Linked DNA regions of Pan troglodytes: region 1 is linked to region 2. A link is a contact called in public capture Hi-C data. All regions are on one chromosome and are shown on one strand. Each heading gives the region's core, a stretch centred on a gene start, on an enhancer-like site or on the middle of the called end of the contact. The rest is flanking DNA. Distances are from core to core; before and after follow the strand shown. Region 1 overlaps LOC104001998 (a long non-coding RNA gene). Region 2 overlaps LOC104001998 (a long non-coding RNA gene).

The links. Capture Hi-C pulls out chosen DNA fragments and counts their contacts.
Region 1: a capture Hi-C map of stem cell-derived neural stem cells shows a contact between it and region 2, with 2.3 times the contacts expected there. The contact joins two enhancer-like sites. A contact is called at or near these places in 2 of 7 Hi-C or Micro-C datasets (induced pluripotent stem cells and stem cell-derived neural progenitor cells) and 1 of 1 other capture datasets (stem cell-derived neural stem cells).

The regions. Positions count from the first base shown.
Region 1 is chr15:32,447,399-32,453,557 of NHGRI_mPanTro3-v2.0_pri, reverse strand. All of the region lies in intron 1 of LOC104001998 (a long non-coding RNA gene), which reads left to right. Among named protein-coding and RNA genes, the nearest start is that of SPTSSA, 240 kb to the left of the region's middle. Within about 2 kb of position 2,662, at least 2 of the 24 cell types and tissues checked have an H3K27ac peak or open chromatin away from gene starts, as enhancers often do. A contact at or near this core is called in stem cell-derived neural stem cells, where this site is marked.
Region 2 is chr15:32,346,544-32,352,106 of NHGRI_mPanTro3-v2.0_pri, reverse strand. All of the region lies in intron 1 of LOC104001998 (a long non-coding RNA gene), which reads left to right. Among named protein-coding and RNA genes, the nearest start is that of EGLN3, 160 kb to the right of the region's middle. Within about 2 kb of position 3,421, at least 2 of the 24 cell types and tissues checked have an H3K27ac peak or open chromatin away from gene starts, as enhancers often do. A contact at or near this core is called in stem cell-derived neural stem cells, where this site is marked.

The DNA.
Region 1 (6,159 bases), core at 1,413-3,912, 100 kb before region 2:
AGATTTCTTCATTCCTTCATTCATTAGTTCACTTATTCTATTCATGGACGGCTGTATGTTTAAAAGGCATCTACTAGGTTTTTAGTAAAACAGTGCCCTTTGTATTGGTGGCCCTCATTGTGGGGCACAAAGTGTGAGCCCAGTGGATGCTTCAGTGGGTGGGATGTGTGCATAAGGTAGGCACCAATAGCAGGGGAGGGCAAGAGTCCTGAATGCTAAGTCCAGCCTCAGGCAAATTCCTCAGATTCTTGAGAACGGTCTAGCACAGAGGTTCATATCCCTAGTTTTGGAGGGAGGCAGGCTTATTTTTGAATTTTCAAGTTAACAGCTGAGTGGACAGTTTCCTTACTTGTGAAACTCTTCATCTGTTAAATGAGGTTAAGAGCAGGACTAACATAGGTTTGTTTTGAGAATTAAAAAAAGACAATGTTGAAAAGTGCAAGGCAGATGACAAGCATGTGACAAATGGTAGTCAACCTTATCAACCTCATCATCATCATCATTTAACAACAATGAATGCTCTTAGTCTGGACTTACACTGACCATTGGTTGGTTCCTCCCCAAATTGGGATGCGATTTAGTCAGCAGTGATAGGAGCCTGAGAAAGACCTCGTGGACATCCCAGGCACCAGTTGCCTTTTCTGCTTCTGTTAGGAAATGCATTGAGTTTTTAGGGACTCTGTTTATACAGAGATTATTTAGCATTTTTATTCTCTGAAGGTGCTGGCATAGCTTCAGCCTGTATTCTAAAGAGAAGGCGGTTAGCTGTGCCTTTCTTTGTTTGTCGGGAACATTTCTGTAGATAAGCACCCTGCACAGTAAATAAAATGCATTGTTATTACATTGCCTAGCAATTTACCTGTAACAGACGGCTGTGCCTGCTATAATGACATGATAGCTAATCCATACCCCTGCATGATTTTATCTTCCACGGAAGGAGGCTGGCAAGTTTAAAGGGGACACCCTCAAAGATCAGCCAGGGGAAACCACTTCTGGTTTCTGTGAGTACGCCAAAAGTCCGGTGCCCAGATTTTGAAAGAATGCTTAATTTCAGGATCAATTACCTTAAGCTTCCCATAGGTAGGTTCTACCTAAAGCTTCTGTGGAAAAGCAGTTTGATTTAATTAAGGAAGTCTCTCAGACCTTGAGTCTGTGCTTAATACAGAGGTTAATTTTTTTTTTCTTACTGCATTAGAAGTTTCGGATATGCAAATAGCCTATCATCCAACTTGCCTTAAAAGTTAATAACAATTGCCTTTTGCAGTGGACAAATAACACTGCTTTTGTTTATTTTGCTTCCTGTATGCATTTGGATAAAGCCCTCAAAAAGACGTTATTATGTCCAAAGGCAAGAGCTATTTTATAACACTAATACTAGAGTGATACAATTTACCAAACACCAAAACAATGTAGCGTCACCATAATTTTCAATATAAACAATAGAACTGGACTTTCAACTGTACCTCGTTTCCTGGGGTTTGCTGTTGTTTGTTTTTCTGACTAAACTAATCTGGAAGGAATGGGTTGGATTTGGACTTCTCAGGAGGCTCTGTCCCCTTCTGGAAAGGGTACAGACTTGGAGTTTAACCCAGGTTGCACTCTTGGCTTCAGCCATTAACAACCCTATGATCTTGGGCAAGTCATTTACTTTTTTGCAGTCTTTTTGTTGCTGTTGTCACAAAGCTTGTTGAAGATATTGCTTGAGCATTTTTTAGGAATTACTTCTCTAAATGGTCTCAGATACCTTTCATAGCTTAAATATTTCTGGCAGTGTTAATAATAAGGAACAAGAATTGTTTCAGGCTGGGCACGATGGCTCACACCTGTAATCTCAGCACTTTGGGAGGCCGAGGTGGGTGGCTTGCTTTAGGTCAGGAGTTCGAGACCAGCCTGGCCAACGTGGTGAAACCCCATCTCTACTAAAAATACAAAAATTAGCTGGGTGTGGTGGCACGTGCCTGTAGTTCCAGCTACTGAGGAGGCTGAAGCACGAGAATTGCTGGAATCCAGGAGGCAAAGGTTGCAATGAGCCAGGATCGCACCACTGCACTCCAGCCTGGGGGACAGAGTGAGACTCTGTTTCCAAAAAAAAAAAAAAAAAAAAATTGCAAATTTGGGAAATTTCTCATATTGGTACCAATTGCTTTTCCTCATTAATTCCTCCCTGACCTTTCTTCTATGAAAAAAATGTGCCCCCTCACATTTTAGGAGTTTAGGTAAGAGTTAGGTAGGGTGATTGCTTGCTGTTAGACTATTATATCTCTCTAATCTGTCTGTTTCTCTCCATCTCCAGCACCACCAACAGCTAACATTTATTGAAGGCTTACAGAGGGCTGAGTGCCCCACAGGCACGATCTCATTTAATCCCCACCAAAACCATTATTATTGCCATTTTACAGGTGGGGAATTTGAGGCTTAAAGGGGTGAAGCAAATTATCCAGGGTCACAGAGCTAGTTAGTATTAGACTCCTGGTCCGATCTCTCGCCAAGACTCAGGTGGAGGACTAAGAACTGTCTTCCCAGCTCCTTCCTTCTTTCATGTCAACCTGTTCTCCACACGAAAACAAAGTGAGCTTTTGAAAGAGAAAGCTCAGCACTCCCGTGCATCATCCTCCCCTCCACATGCTAATAATCTCCATGATCTGGCTTCTGCCCGTTTCATTGCATCTGACACCGCCCTCCTCTTGCTCTCTGCTCTCCCTTTGTGGCTGCCTTTCAGTTCCTGTTACGTGCTTCTCGCCTGTCCTCAGAGTCTTTGTATATGTGGTTCCCTTTGTGTGGAACATTCCTCCTCCTCTTGTTGCTTGTGGTCCCATTCACATTTGCTCATCCATTCTCCTTCAACCTTCTCCTGTGATAAAAGTGCATTTCACTCCTCCTACTGATGGAGGATGCTGCCTGCTGGTGGGCCATTTATATCACTCTGGCCTCCACTCGTTCTCCAGCTCAAAGATGCATTCATTTCTGACTTCAGATTAAGCTGGGTTCCCTTGTTCAGTGCTCTCATAGCCGCTGGTGCATTTTCTTAGGCAGTTATTAGGATGTATAGTTAGAAAAATATTATCCATATAATTATTTGATTAATTTCCATCTATTCTACCCCTGACTGGAAGTTTTATTAGGATAAGGATTGTGTCCACTTTAGCTCATTTTGTATCCTCAGGGTCTAACATAACACTTGGCACATGGTATTGTTATTTACCAGGTTGGACGAAAGCTGAGCTTTAGAAACTGGGAAGGCTGGGGATCAATCCTGAGGTTTCTTAGCATTCTCTGTTCCGGGAGGAGCAAGCAGCATGTAACTGCGTGCCCTCTGGCCTGTGTGTGCATGTCTGCATCTGCGTGTGGCAATGTACACGCACACACACACACACACACAAACACACACACACCCCCCTTCCCTTTCTCCATTACAGGCAGCTGAACCAGGAAGGTGAAGAATATTTTTCATGGCGTTATTTTTATGATAATCTATTTCGATGGTTAATTTGGTTTAGGACACTGATTTATCACCAGTTTATAGATCTCTCTCTCTCTCTCTCTTTTTATTGTCCTATTTGAATTATAAGGATGGCATGTGTGAAATGGAACTTCTTGGCCTATTCTGCTTCTCATGCAACCAGTGTAGTTCAGACAATAAAAAGATCTATAAAATTAATATATACACAGAGTGAGAGGGGAAAGAGAGGGACAGAGACAGAGAAAATGGGTAATGCTTTGGAATTGGATGCCACATTTATCTCTCTCCGGTGAAGTTCAGAATTAAAATTTACATGTGGAAGAGGCATAAATGAGGTATGAAGGTGTTGTCCTCTCATGTGGAAAGAAGCCTAGTAATTCTAGCTTACCTGCGTTACAAGAAAACATATTTTTCTCTTGCTTTTAGCAATTTTAAGGACTTACAATTGCTGCTCTAACTTTAGAAATATGTGCTCTAAAGGTATGACTTTAATGAAAGGAAATACCAGGCCACTTAGATTATGTATTGCCTAGTCGGCCAGGTATGTCCTAATTACATCACCGACAGGCATCTGCAATGGATATCTGCTTGTGAATTTTTCTGTAGCACCTGGTGCACACCCAGTGCATAGTAGGTGTTCGATAAAAGTGTAACTGAACGAGCGCCAAGAAGGCACGGCTGGTTTGTTGGTCTCCTGAAGTACAGTCTGAACCTCACTGAGCCTTCACCAGGGGAGAGGAGTAGGCCCCTTTCCCCTCATGCTTTCTGGAGGTTATGCCACATGATGTGCTTTTAGGGCCAGCTCTTTCCTGCTTTTGTCTCTTGGCTTTCTTCTTGGTTTTGTTACTCTGCCCACACTAGCTGTTGACCAGTTTTTTAAAAAAAGTGAGGGGGGATGATTTTCGTGGAGCATTTGATCCTGATAAAGTGCCTTCTGAGTGGAAAACAAACAACAACCTTCCTACCTTCTGAAGAGGTGTTTTGAATGACCAGGTGGCAGCTCCCAGATGTGATTTCACATGAGGTTCTTGGATTGACTATTTATTGCTATGCTTGAAATGATGGTTATTATTGTTACAAATATTATTATGCTGAGGAAGCCAGCTTGCAAGCACAGGCAGCTGCATTGTTTACAAACATAATTAATGAGGTGATTTTTAATATCAACAGCTCAGCACCAGCCTTCCTAAAGACTGTTTATGGCCTGGGCCACAGAGCCATTTGTAACTTCTACAGCATGTCTATGACGGGGTTGCCTCTAAGACTCATTTCCTTTGGCTGGGAACTGGTTTATTTTATGAATGACAAAAATAAACCCCTACTTGCCTACTTGTTGCTGACAAGGAATGGTTTATGTCTAAGAAGCCCAGGTCTACCAAAAGATAAACACAGGAATACTTTTCTAAGAAGTGAACGTGTATTTCTTCACAGTTAGCTTCTGTATTTATACAGAAGTCATCCAACTGAGGTGGTTGTCCTGGGGGACTGGAAAGGAATGGCACATTGTCTTTCTAAACATGGAAATGTTTCGTGTGATATGATGCTCTCTCAATGTTGGTAATATATCAGTATTCGAAAAAAATGGCTTATCCTTCAACTAGCCTTTTGTCACCTGTGGCCTTACAATTGAGGCCTATTACACGACCTCAGACTTTTATTCCATTTAGTTATATTTCAGTGAGGGATTTGAACAAAAGATTTTCTCTCCTCTAAATTTGGCCTGGCACAGCATTTTGAAATGGACTCTAAGACAAGCCACTCTTTCTTGATAAATAATAGGTCGAATGTGTCCTTTTGCCTTTATTTTTTCCCTTGCTTCCCTGATTTTGAATTTTGGGGTTCTGATAGTGATTGGTAGCTGGTATATCCCAGATTAAAGAGATGAGACTATTCCTGCGAGATGCCCACACTTGAGCACCTTCCCAAGCAAATAGATGAAAGACTCTTCCACCCGTATGATAAAATGGGAACTAATCACCTTTCTAGGCTCCGCTATATTCAACAGCAAGAAAATAGGTGCCAGTCCAATTCCTGGCTTGTTTCCTACATTTCAGAGGTTAGACAATTTAATTGTTTACTTAGACTTCTTGTCTTCTCTCCTATACACTCCAAGGGAATTGTTGTTCTTCTATTCTCTCGTAACAGTGGAATTGCCTGGTTATGCCTGTTCAGTAAAAGGCAGTAAGTTAGAGAGAGATAAAAAGATTAAAATAATAAAAATGACCCAAGATAATTAAAGTCTGCCATCTTGCATTTTTCTTGTAATTCCCAGGCAAATGCCTCTGAAACATAGTTTTATGATCTTAACTCTAAGTATCCTTGTTTATTACTTTAACCCATTGCTGGCATCTCTGGAGTGAATGATGAGAAGTTAGCGAATGCCCTAGGTTTCACAACTTGAAGCATGGAGTAAGAGCGTTCATTTAATACAACTCCACATTTACCCAGCATCTGAGTTATGTACCCCCCCACCCTCAGGGAGCTTACTCTTTCTCAGAGGAGATAGAAACAAATGATTCTAATCTGACTCTGTAAGTGCACTAATATTCTTCTAAAGAGAGTTGTTTGTTTGATCTGCTTGACTGCTGGAATTTTCATTCTCCTGATTATACTAATGAATAGTAAAGAGAAATGGAAGGTGCCAGAGGGAACTAAATTGATTTATGTAAGAAAGGACATGAATCTACCAGCAAGACTGA
Region 2 (5,563 bases), core at 2,172-4,671:
ACAATGGCCAAGATTTGGAAACATCCTAAGTGTCCATCGACAGAAGAGTGGATAAAGTAAAGGTGGTACACATATATAATGGAGTACTATTCAGCCATAAAAAGGAATGAGATCTTGTCATTTGCAACAACATGGATAGAACTGGAGGTCATTATGTTAGGTGAAATAACCCAGGCATGGCAATACAAACTTTGCATGTTCTCATTTATTTGTGGGATCAAAATTAAAACGATTGAACTCATGGAGATAGTAGAATGATGGTTACTGGAGGCTGGGATGAGGTAGGGAGAGTGGGGCTGGTTAATGGGTATAAAAATATGGTTAGATAGAATTAAGATCTAGTATTTGACAGCACAATGGGGTAAATATAGTCATCAATTTATTGTACATTTAAAAATAACTAAGAGTACAAATGGATCATAACACAAAGAAAGGATAAATGCTTGAGGTGATGGATACCATATTTATCCTAGTGTGATGATTATGCATTGTATGCCTGTATCAAAATATTTATGTACCCTATAAATATATACACTTACTATGTACCTGTAAAAAAATTTCTAAACAAAGAATCGAGGATATATTTTAAGCATTATCAAAATGATCAAAGAGTAATTTTCAGCCTGAAAGTGGCAGGACAGGAAATCTGACACAACGATGCTCAGGGTTTTCAGCTCCACCAGGTGCTTATATCTTTGCTACCACTGTCTTGGTTATCACTGAGAGATACTTATTAAGGACTTATTTGTGTATAACAAAAATAAATAAAAAACTAATTAGCTCTGATCTCTTTCCTCTAAATCTAACAGTTCATTTAGTTGATGAAAATTTTATAGGCAGAATGATATAATTTATGCTATATGTAGTTATAGTATATACACTAGTCATAATTATACAATTTAAGTTAACTGTGCAAGTAACATTGCAGAGAAGCCAGGTAGAGATATGCTAGGGCACACACTGAAAGACACCCTGATTGGTCTTTAGCCGGGTGAGACATTCTCTGACCATTGAATTCAGCCTAGAATTCACAGCATCCTCTCTACAAATTAACAAATTATATTAACACATACTAGTGATGTTTTGACATGTGTCAAATAGAAGACTGCCAAAAAAAATTCCGAAAAGTAAAATATGGGATGAAATAATCTATTTGGCTTCAGGGGATATTCATAAGACTCTAGCCTCTTCAATTTGTGTCCTAGAAAGTTGCTGAATGGGACAAAATTGAGATGTGATAACAAAATGAGTTAAGACACTTTTCAGTGAGTTCTTTGGATATTTCATAATTCAAAGCAAGAGCTATCAATCTTTTCATTTTAGTTTTTGAAAGACTAAATTTTGTACATATGTTAGACAATGATAAGACACTAATCAAGCTGACTGTTCATCTTTCATTTAGTTAGTCAACCACTAACTAAATGTTATTGGACATAGAAATGTGCTAAGCAGCTTGGGAGATAAGAAAAGGAAGATGAGGTCTTATGCTGGAACAGGAGTAAATGGAGCTGTCTCTGGGCTTTTGTGACCGATGTTGGCCCATCTTGGGGTCCATGGTTGTAAATTACCTGGGAGTGAGAAGGACCCTTTCTTCCATCTCTGCCAGGACTTATCTTGTGCTCTGTAGAACGCCACCTTCCCCAGGGGAGCCAAGCTATTCATTCTTTCTTCATTGAGGTGGTGGCAGATTTGTTTGTCCCCATTTTGCTGATAGCAAAAGTGGAGCTAAGTATATTATAAAGGTCACTTCACAAAAATGTATCTGATTCTATAATCTTAAGATTTCATGGCAAGTAACAGAAGGAAAAGAGTTATAAATGATGAGTCCAAGATTTGCTAGACATTAGGTTCACTACTGTTCTGAGCTGTGCTTCCTGGAAGAATGAGCATATGCAGAGTGACGTCTCTGTGCAGTTAGGAAAAAGAGAAACGTTAGAAAAATCGGTGCATTCACACCTCTCTCCTGCAACCAGAGAGTCTCCAGACCTTCAGTGAGTTTTAAAGTTATGTACTTACTATCTGGAAAGCCACAGTAAAAGAAAAAGAAATCCCCTCGGACAATAGACATATTTGGTAGGATTCTTGAGAGGGATGTGGTAATTTCATAATGGAGAAAACAAACATAAATATTTAAGGAATGATAAGCTCCCTGATGTGGTATGCGATTGCCTGCAGGCATTTCTAGTCAGAGAAGCCATCTGCATCTCTCTCGCAGTATGTCTGCTAATTTATGTCTGTGTGATTAAGATCTTTATTGAAAAATTGTGCAATATCAGGATCAATAGCCAGGCATTGGGAACAGTAGCATACACTCGGAAACCCCTCCTGTGGGATGGATGTGCACTGGAAAAGAACACACTTCCTTCTGCCAGTTAGGTTTTTAGGTTCATGGCCTGAGAAAACAATGAAATCAGTCAGGTATTTAGCAAGGAGGAGCATGATACAATAAAATGTCTCATAATGAATTCAACTCAATTCACTTGGAAAGCAAAGGGTAGGGGCCAAGAAAAAGAATGATTGCATAGTTCAGACCACTCCAAGAAATAATAAATGGACTTATTTACTGTGTCTCAGAACAGCTACCTAGAATGTTTCATTCCAACTGTCCATAACTAAGGTATTAAAAAATAATTGAGAGCAGGATCTGGATGAAAAAGGAAAAAAAAAACCCCTACATTTATTTACACTATTTTTTCAGGGCATACTTTTGGCTCTTCACTTCTTATTTTTGGCTTATCTTGTTCTCTGAGAAATGTATGCAGATCTCCAACTGGAAGAGAGGGTGTGGAGAAACATGGAAAACGCTTGCTTTTATTCCTCTACACCTGAAGTTGCACTGCCCCTAAGACACATAGGATGGAAGAAAAACCCCTTAAACAGGACTTGTAGTCTAGACACTGCCCCACCACCCTCTTCCACCCCTACTCAATCACTTCCCACCACCCACTTGCTCTGGCAGCTGATGTAGGTCCTGATATGTTGCTACGGCCTGACATATATAGTAGTGTCCTTTTCATACAGTGGCTACAAAAGAAGTGGGGTAATGTTTGAAGGGCCACCAGGGAAAGCCAAACTTTCTATGAGAGGTCTGTGCAGGAGCCCTAATTGTTGCTTCTCTGGTGTTTCCAGTTTATCAGTGCAGCACAAAGGAAGCTTTATTTGCATTCAGGGAGTCTCAAGGTATTTTTGCTTCTAGGTGTTCTGTTAGTATAGGCTTCCAGGCCGTAGGCTCAATATCACCATGTAGCACTGTGAATAGAAATCTAAAGACTTGCCTGGAAGCACAGATGGTCATATACCAACTGTCTATTCACAGTGCTAAGTGGTTAACTTGAGAAACAGGGGAGGTGCTATGAGGAGGATCAGCAAGGGTGTCAGCAGCATAGGCCGGGCTGATGCAGTCTCTTTAGCCCAGAAGACTCAGCGGAGGTTGCTAAGCTGCCTTTTCCTTCACAGAAGGCAATATGAAGACTAGAGGTGGGCTAGAGAACTGCAAACAATATTCAGGGAATTGTCATACAGAAAAATTGGCCAACTTTCCTACTATTCTGCTTAGGGAATCAGCACATCGGGTGTTGATACAGCTGATTTATTCTCTGTCAGCCCATCTCCATCCCGAGAAGTACTGTTTGGGGGTTAATGAAACTGGGCTAAACCTATGTAATAGGTCTCAGGCAGATAGTTTTGTCCCCATGATCTGCTTGAGCCAATTTGTACCTATTCAGGAGAGCCAGTTTTGTGCACTGATATCATGTTGGTAGGTTGAAACTGGCCATGGAGGGAGTATTTATATGATGGAAATTGTCAAAGTCTACAAATCAGAGCCGGTTGTTAAACATTTACCAGCACACCGCTGCCTTGAGGCTTTCTCTTTCGGATAGTTTGGACAGAGGAATTCACTTTCCCCTGGGCAGACCTGCCTTGTGCCTCACAATTCTAGCTACTCACCTCTACCTCTAATGCTGCTCCTGGTCTGCTTGCCTCTGATTGAAGTTCTCTGTCCCCTCTAGATTCCTCCAGCGCTATCTCTCTTTTTAAAAAAATTTCCATTTTTATTTTAGATTCAGGGGATACATGTGCAGGTGTGTTATAAGAGTATATCGTGTGGTGCTGAGGTTTGGGCTTCTATGGATCCTGTCACCCGGATAGTGAACATAGTACCTGACAGGAAGTTTTCCAGCCCTTGCCCCCCTCCTTTCCTCCCTCTCTCCTTTTTTCTTAAGCACTTTCTATCTGCAATACTCTTTGGACATTCATGCTTCATCATATAGGCTTGTGTTACTGTTACTGTTTTGCTGTAATCCCTGTTTATATGTTCCTGTACCTTCAACTAGAACATGAGGATGGAGAGAGTGGGTACTGTTTGGGGAATCAGCCATGGTGGTAACAATGTATGTGTGGTAACAGGTGTGTTAGTCTGTTTTCACACTGGTGATAAAGACATACCTGAGACTGGGGAAATTATAAAGAAAAGGGGGTTTAATGGACTCACAGTTCCATATGGCTGGGGAAGCCTCACAATCACAGCAGAAGGCGAAAGGCACGTCTTACATGGCAGCAGGTAAGAGAGAGAATGAGAGCTAAGTGAAAGCGGAAACCCTTTATAAAACCATCAGATTTCATGAGACTTAATCACTACGAGAACAGTATGGGGGAAGCTGCCCCATGATTCAGTTATTTCCCACTGGGTCCCTCCCACAACACATGGGAATTATGAAAGCCACACCTTAAGATGAGATTTGAGTGGGGACACAGTCAAACCATATCAACAGGGGTGGTTCAACACGGGGCTTAGGCAGACAGGAAACTGACTTGAAAGGCATATTGAAATATTTGAAGTCTGGGGCAGCACCCATTAAGTACAAATGACACGATGGAGAGGCTTTGTGGGTCTCATTGGAAGATATTCAAATATTTTCTTAATGTGCCATCCTTGTTAGGCCTGATTTGTGGTTTTTTAAAATCATCACAGTTGGTTTTCAATCAAAGCCACTCAAGAATTAGCCTTGCCTACAGATAGGAGAAGAGATTGTGCGAGGAGTAAATTGGAGCAAGAAACTATCACTATCCACATTCTGCACAACCCAGGAGATCTTTCAGGAGAGTTCTGGAAGAGAAAGGAGGAGGGGGGTATTAGCTAACAGTGTCTGCTGTTTACCGCCATGTGTCTGTTAGCAGGAAGTTTTCCTTAGCTTTTTACACATGATTCTCTTCTCTCCCTTTCTCCTACAAGCATTTGGGGGTTTTATTCCCTGGTGCCCATAGAGTGCCAGCAGGGTCTAACTCTGCTTCTTCTGTTTCCAGAACCCATGGTCTTCTATCCCAAGAGGCCCTTCCACTGAAGATTCTAGATAAAGGTGACCTATCTGAGAAGATCCTTCATCCTCACTTTGAACAACTTCAAAGTTTGCCCTGGGGTCTTGAGTCTGTGATGGAGGAGGTCTGGGTGACTATAGGATGAGGAACCTCCCTTCTCAGTTACACTGAGAGACGGTGTCAGAGTCAGGCTTTTCTGGGGGCATATGAGACTTTGGGGAGGCAGGTTGTCTTGATGACTGTATCT